Regions from separate parts of the Oryzias latipes genome. Here region 1 is linked to region 2. The links are chromatin contacts, called in public Hi-C maps. All regions are on one chromosome and are shown on one strand. The core of a region is the stretch at or near the end of the contact, and the rest is flanking DNA. Distances in the headings are between cores, read along the strand shown.

The links. A called contact is a pair of places that touch in the nucleus more often than the background predicts.
Region 1: a Hi-C map of gastrula embryo shows a contact between it and region 2, with 2.3 times the contacts expected there. The contact joins the enhancer-like site here to the promoter of LOC101171576 in region 2. A contact is called at or near these places in 5 of 5 Hi-C or Micro-C datasets (embryo, fibroblasts and gastrula embryo).

Annotation. Positions count from the first base shown.
Region 1 is chr6:16,570,334-16,573,365 of ASM223467v1, forward strand. LOC101171576 (multiple epidermal growth factor-like domains protein 11) reads left to right here. Exons shown (of 26, transcript XM_020704033.2): 16 at 1,079-1,225. Among protein-coding and RNA genes, the nearest start is that of dennd4a, 22 kb to the right of the region's middle. Within about 2 kb of position 1,573, at least 1 of the 8 cell types and tissues checked has an H3K27ac peak or open chromatin away from gene starts, as enhancers often do. A contact at or near this core is called in gastrula embryo, where this site is marked.
Region 2 is chr6:16,504,528-16,507,682 of ASM223467v1, forward strand. LOC101171576 (multiple epidermal growth factor-like domains protein 11) reads left to right here and starts at 1,323. Exons shown (of 26, transcript XM_020704033.2): 1 at 1,323-1,611.

The sequences.
Region 1 (3,032 bases), core at 323-2,822, 66 kb after region 2:
AGAGTTGTGCAATACCCTGTCCCCAGTCATTTTCAAACAGTAAGGACAGTCACTGATTCCCCCCTTTTATTTTGTCTGCTTCTGCAGAACCTCGCACACACTTCAACATGTGTTGCCCTTCTTTTGATGTCCAAAGCTCGTCTCCTGACTTAATCAACCCCTCCATCCCATCAGTTTCAACGTTTCCTCTCTTTTAGTCTTTCACGCCTGCTCTGCTGTGGATACACTGTGACATTAGTCTCCGGAGTTTAGTTCAGGTTTAATTTAAAGGAACTGCTCTAATGCCACTTTAATGGCAACACCTTCCTCAGATATTCCCACTCAAAGGAAATTTTAAATGAAGTCTCAAACATGGCTGGTGGATGAGAGTCTGCATATTCCTCATGCACATATGAGTGTTTGACGCTAAATATGTGTGTGTGGGGCTGCATTGTTATACATTATTTTACATTTTTGAAGCTCTGCATGTAGCGCACTGTGTACCCTTCTTCCTTTCATCCGGCTTTTCTGAGAAGCCGAGAGGAAACGTGTTGCTCTGATGGATGTGTTAATGCATTCGTGCGCGCAGAGAGAACCCTGCGAGGATGCTGTGTTTTTCCAATTGTTGGTTGGAGCTGTACCAAACACTGACACTTCCAGACTGCGCTCTTGTAGCCCGAGCACCTCCCTTCAGCTCCACACACAACCCCAGCTTTGCTGAAAGAGAATGGGAGACAAGCTTTGGCTCTCTGGAGGTCCAACCCTGTTAATCAACACAGTACATTGGCAAGAAGCCCCAGTCAGATCAAAAATAAAATACATTTGGAAAGAAGGAAAGGAGTGTGAAAGATGGGCTGTGCTATAAAAAAAACACACTTTTCAAACCGAAGAATCTTCTTTTTTTATTACTAAAATCAGTTGAGGGTCCATGCCTGCTAAATAGCCATGCATAGATCGGATAAATGCAGGGATAATATGATGCAGTTCTGTGAAGATGCGTCTTTATAGATATTCTGCTCGGAAATGTGACTGCACTCCAGCTTTTCGCCCTCTTGCACTGTGCGTTCACAGAGTATTCGTTTTGTTAACATGCCTGCAGGAATCCACTGTGACAACGTGTGCCTGCAAGGCTTCTGGGGACCCAACTGTTCGTTCAGCTGTTCCTGTCAGAACGGAGGCTCCTGTTCTCCTGAGGATGGCACATGTGTGTGCGCACCTGGATACCGAGGGACCTCATGCAAAAGAAGTGAGCCTCTTCCTCATGTTAAGGCAGCTCCTCTTCATCTAAGACATGAAGAAAAAAAGAATTGTGTGACACTGGTAACACTACAGAAACACACCCCATCACAGTCCTGACCTTGTTTTGATCTTTGAAGAATTGTTAAAGGGTGAGCCAACTGAGCTGAGGCACTTGGCTGTTGGTCATAATAACTTGAGTGTAAATCCTTCCACACAACTATCATTTAATCACGTCAACCCCCCCCCCCCCCAACCCCCTTCTCCCTACAACACCCCCTGGACACACACACAAGCACACACTCCTCTCACTCCCACACTGTCCTTAACAACCAGCTCACAGTGGGAGATTCACAGTCCTCGCCTGAGGCTCATCAGTGGGCATGCTCACTGGGAGCAGCAGCTCTGCTTTCTGAATGGGGTCTGTCTGAAGTCGCTCTCAAGTGAGGAGCTTGCTGATTGGGAGCAAGAATCGCACTTACAGACCAGTAAACATCATCTTGAGTAGAACATAAGATTTAAACAAACCACACATGTTTTTCCTCTTTGTGAGAAATGATAACTTCATTCAAATATACACAGGTAATTTAGCTATCAGGTAGAAACCACATGGCTGCAGCTTTGTGGTGTATTATTCCAGGCAAGTTTCAATCGGAGGATTGTTCCATCTCCAAAAGCGGATACATATTTGCTTGCTTAATGCTCAAAATAAGTTCTTATTAGATTATATTTTCATTTAAAAGGTGTTGATCAATAATTTTTTTGTTAGTTTTTTGTAAAATGTCTAGGTCAAACGTAGAATTTTAATACAAGACGCTCATATGTAGAACTCACAGCCCTTATTTTATGGTTGCACAACTAATAACTTTACATATATATTACTAGTAATATTACACTCAGACTCTGAAAATTCTCTTAACTTTCATATTTAAAATAAAACCTGCATTATTAACGCAGTTGTGTTTCCTGATATATTAAACCATAAAACTTCTCTCAAGACCTGTCATAAAGCAGACTTTTGCAGTTCCCCTAACTCTTTTACTATTCTATCTGTGACTGCAGATAAATTGACATTGATTACAATAATAACTGACTTTTCTGCTCTTGCTGGCCTTTTGCTGTCTCTCTTTTTTCTCTTTTTAATTCCTCCATCCATGATTTTTCTCTGCTCCCTTGATCGCTCTTATGCTGCATCTCATAATTATATACCTCTTGTTCCATCCAACGCTCATGACTGATTTTCTGTCCTCTACTAACACGCTCTGCTGCGTGCAGCCTGTTCGCCGGGGTTCTACGGGCACCGATGCAGCCAGACGTGTCCACAGTGTGTGCACAGCACCGGGCCATGCCATCATGTCACCGGTCAGTGTGAGTGCTTGTCCGGCTTCTCTGGCTCTCTGTGCAATCAAGGCAAGTAGTCCTCTAAATTCTTCTGACCTTTTGCTGCAGTTTCCTTTTTGGCAAAGTAAATCAACTCTTGACATTTTAGCTTTCACTATGAGAAAACAATAACCCAAAATGTATATTTAGGGTTGAAAATCACACAGCGCCTCATTAGTAAACAATTAAATGGTACTTCTGGATTGGAATTAAACAATTTCTCCAACAGTTTAGTGTCCGTTGTTTAAGTGTTCCATGTTTACAATGCCATCAGGTTGCCAAAAGTGCTTCACAAAAAATATAGATAAAAGGAAAATAAAAAAACTAAGACAAATAATTAAAACCAAGAGCAAAGAATTACAGAAGGCAGTAAAATACATAAAAACATTCATAAAAACATAAATTAAAATGAGTAAAACAAAAAATACCACTAACTA
Region 2 (3,155 bases), core at 73-2,572:
TATTTTTGATCATAGAAACACTTCAACTATGAAAGACAAAAGGAGAAAAAAACTAGAAAATCCAATTTAGCTGTTTTTACATAATAATAATAATAATCATAATAATCATAATAATAATAATAATAATAATAATAATAATAATAATAATAATAATAATAATAATAATAATAATAATAATAATAATGATAATAATAATAATAATAATCTCATCATAAAAACTGGCAGGATCCCTCACACTCCCTAGTTGTGGCTTAATTGCTGCTCAAACATTTAAATAATTTTCTTAGTATTTGCTTTAAAAAAACAATCTAGGATCTTGGTTGCACAATTTAAACAGTCTAAAGAACTGAGAACAAAACAGAGCAGAGCAACAGTAAAGTCAGACGTCACAAGTTCCTCTTTTGGAAATTGTGATTGGTCGGATCAGCTGAACACATCCATGCAAAGTTAACTGTTAACTCCTAATGAGCCATTCAACTGGTCCTTGTGCCCATATATATAAATGCTCAGGGGGAAATGTATTTACATGAGCTTGTATGCTCGACTCCATTAAAGATATGACTCCATCTGTTCAGTTTTTAGCATCAGACATGTTTTATATAAAAATGAAACAGGTGGTAAACAAATCTGCCGACCACAAACTCACATCTGTTTAATCCATAAAATGGCCACCTTTGAATTTGAATCTTACTTTATTTCAGTCACAATATTTTTGGTATAAGCTGTACTCACAGACTGATCTGAAAGTTTATTATTTACTCAATGCAGGCTGTAATCTCTTTCCTTTTGGATTTAAGAAGTATTTCCTTAAAGCATTGGAATTTTTAGGAAGGGTTTAGAATTAATCCAATGTTTAGCTTATTTTTTGTTATTAGAAGACTGGGAAACTATTTTTGATCTTTTGACAACTACACAAATGTTTCAGAACACCCCAACAATCCGGTAAAGTCTAATGAAGAGTTTGAAATGATACCAAAACTTCCTGAAGCCCAAGGTAATATTTTTCCTTTTCATACTTTTGTAATTTTTTATCAGCTGACCTGTAAGCAGTCATCTGAATAAATTAAGCATCTTTTTAAAGAAAAACCTGTCTGTAGTGTCTGGATCTTTCGTTTCAGGTTCATATGAACTCAGAGCATATGCATCCTTGCAGAAATCTATGTTTTAATTATGATAATTATGCTGTTCTGGGCAATTTGCCTGTTCACACTCCAGATAATTTCAGATACTTCAGCCATTTTTGATCTGCAGTCCTGCAGGGAGTTATTATACTGTTTCCTGCAGGTTGCATCTTTCCAACCCGAGGAGGACATTTTTGGACTAGACCATCCGTGGTACAGGAGGAGCCAGGAGGTGTGAAGCTGGGAGGATCAGGGAGCAGCCATGACGTCACCAGAGTTTAAAGTGGGCCGCGCTTCGTCCGAAGAGAGGAGAGGGAAGACGGGAGGAAGGAGCTGCGGTCATCTGGTCTCACCTGCTCGGGTTTAAGTCCAGAAACTACCTGCAGCCAGAGTTTCAAGGCTTCCTGAAGATGAAGGAGTGTGTCGCGCAGTGACTCCTCTTGTGTTTGCAAGCGTCAACTTTTCCATTGGAAGGATGCTGAAACAAAGGGTGAGTTGGACGCTTTCCCCAGAAAATCGGTGTTGAGTGAGTCGTCAGGGCAGCCTAATGATGCTGCAGCATGCGGGTCGTCCCCGCCGCCGCCGCCGCCGGGCTCCCACTGCTGACAATCGGCTGTGCAGATGTTGATGAACGACATCAACTAGAAACACATGCATTTCCAGTGGACAACTGTGAACTTTGCAGTGTTTTTACCTTTTATTTTTATTTCCCTGGCGTTAGGAGAGAAGTGCTGCTGGTTGATATGACAAATGGAGCTTTCTAGTTAATTGTTGGCGAGTCTCTGTCACTTGAAAACGTGCCAAGGAAAAGAGCTATCTAATTTCCCAGAGTGTGAACATCAAGGTATTGCAGCATGTCTAATGTTTTGTTTTTACTCACCCTCCCAGGTGTTTGACACCAAACTGATAAAAAAAAAACTGCTTTGGTGCATTGAACGCTCAGTACGCATGAGTGGGCTAATTGATTTTCGCTTTTTTGGTCATTTTTAGATAAGTTTGCCTCTTGTGGTTGAATGCAATGTTTTATTGTTTGGATTTATTTTAACTGCAACACATTCCTGCTGGTCATTTGTGCTGTTTGTTTGTTTTTTTGGGGGCCCAAACAAGCACCAGGACTCCTATAAAACACTAGGTAAATCCCGACTTAAAAGTGAACGTGGTGACGGAAATTTTTAACACTTTGCAGATTCCTGCTCATCTATTTTTCAGCCGCTAGATGGCAATAGAGTGCAAGTTGTAACCACTGATTAAACTTGCATTAGTCTCTACTGCAATCAGATATGCACCATTGTGTGATAATGAAATCATTACAGATGCTGATTTCCTGTGTGAGAATAACCCAAAACAAACAGAGCAAGGCGCTTCTTTGTAAAACCCATGACTTATATCAAATAACTGGTTAGTGCTTTCTGCACACAAACACGCACACTCATGAGTCTCCGCAAAAGCCAGACTCTTGTTTTTGCTCAGCTGGAGCTGCATAAATTGTGGCAGATGCTCTGGATGGGCTCTGTGTATTATAACAATTTATCATAAAACAGTTTATTACAAATGCACCTTGTCACAACAGCCATGCAGGTTTGGTTTCAACTCTGGCTCTATACCAGGAGGTTTTCAAAGAGCCAATTTTTGTTTATATTTCTAAGTGGGGTGATATTTTGTTTGTCTATAATTACACTTCAGCATCATTCCTCAGTCAACATCATCACCATTGCAAACATCCAGATGTGCACATCTATTATTTACATTATCTTATCAAGTTTTTTCAAGTATAGTTTTCAGTTGAATTTATGTGGGAGTTTCACTTTTAGGCTGCTGATCATGTCATCAAAGAACTGAGAAATGTATTGTTTCTGTGGGAAAATTCTCCAAAATGTCATGCACATAATGGCAAATGAAAAAAAAAAGTTTTGACTTTGAATATTAATAGTAAACTCATTTGCATATCGATTTTTAAATATTCTGAGCTCCGATAATAATGTTGCCAAATGTGGACATGGTTTCTTTTACAGTGTTGTATCTGGTCAGTGAGAC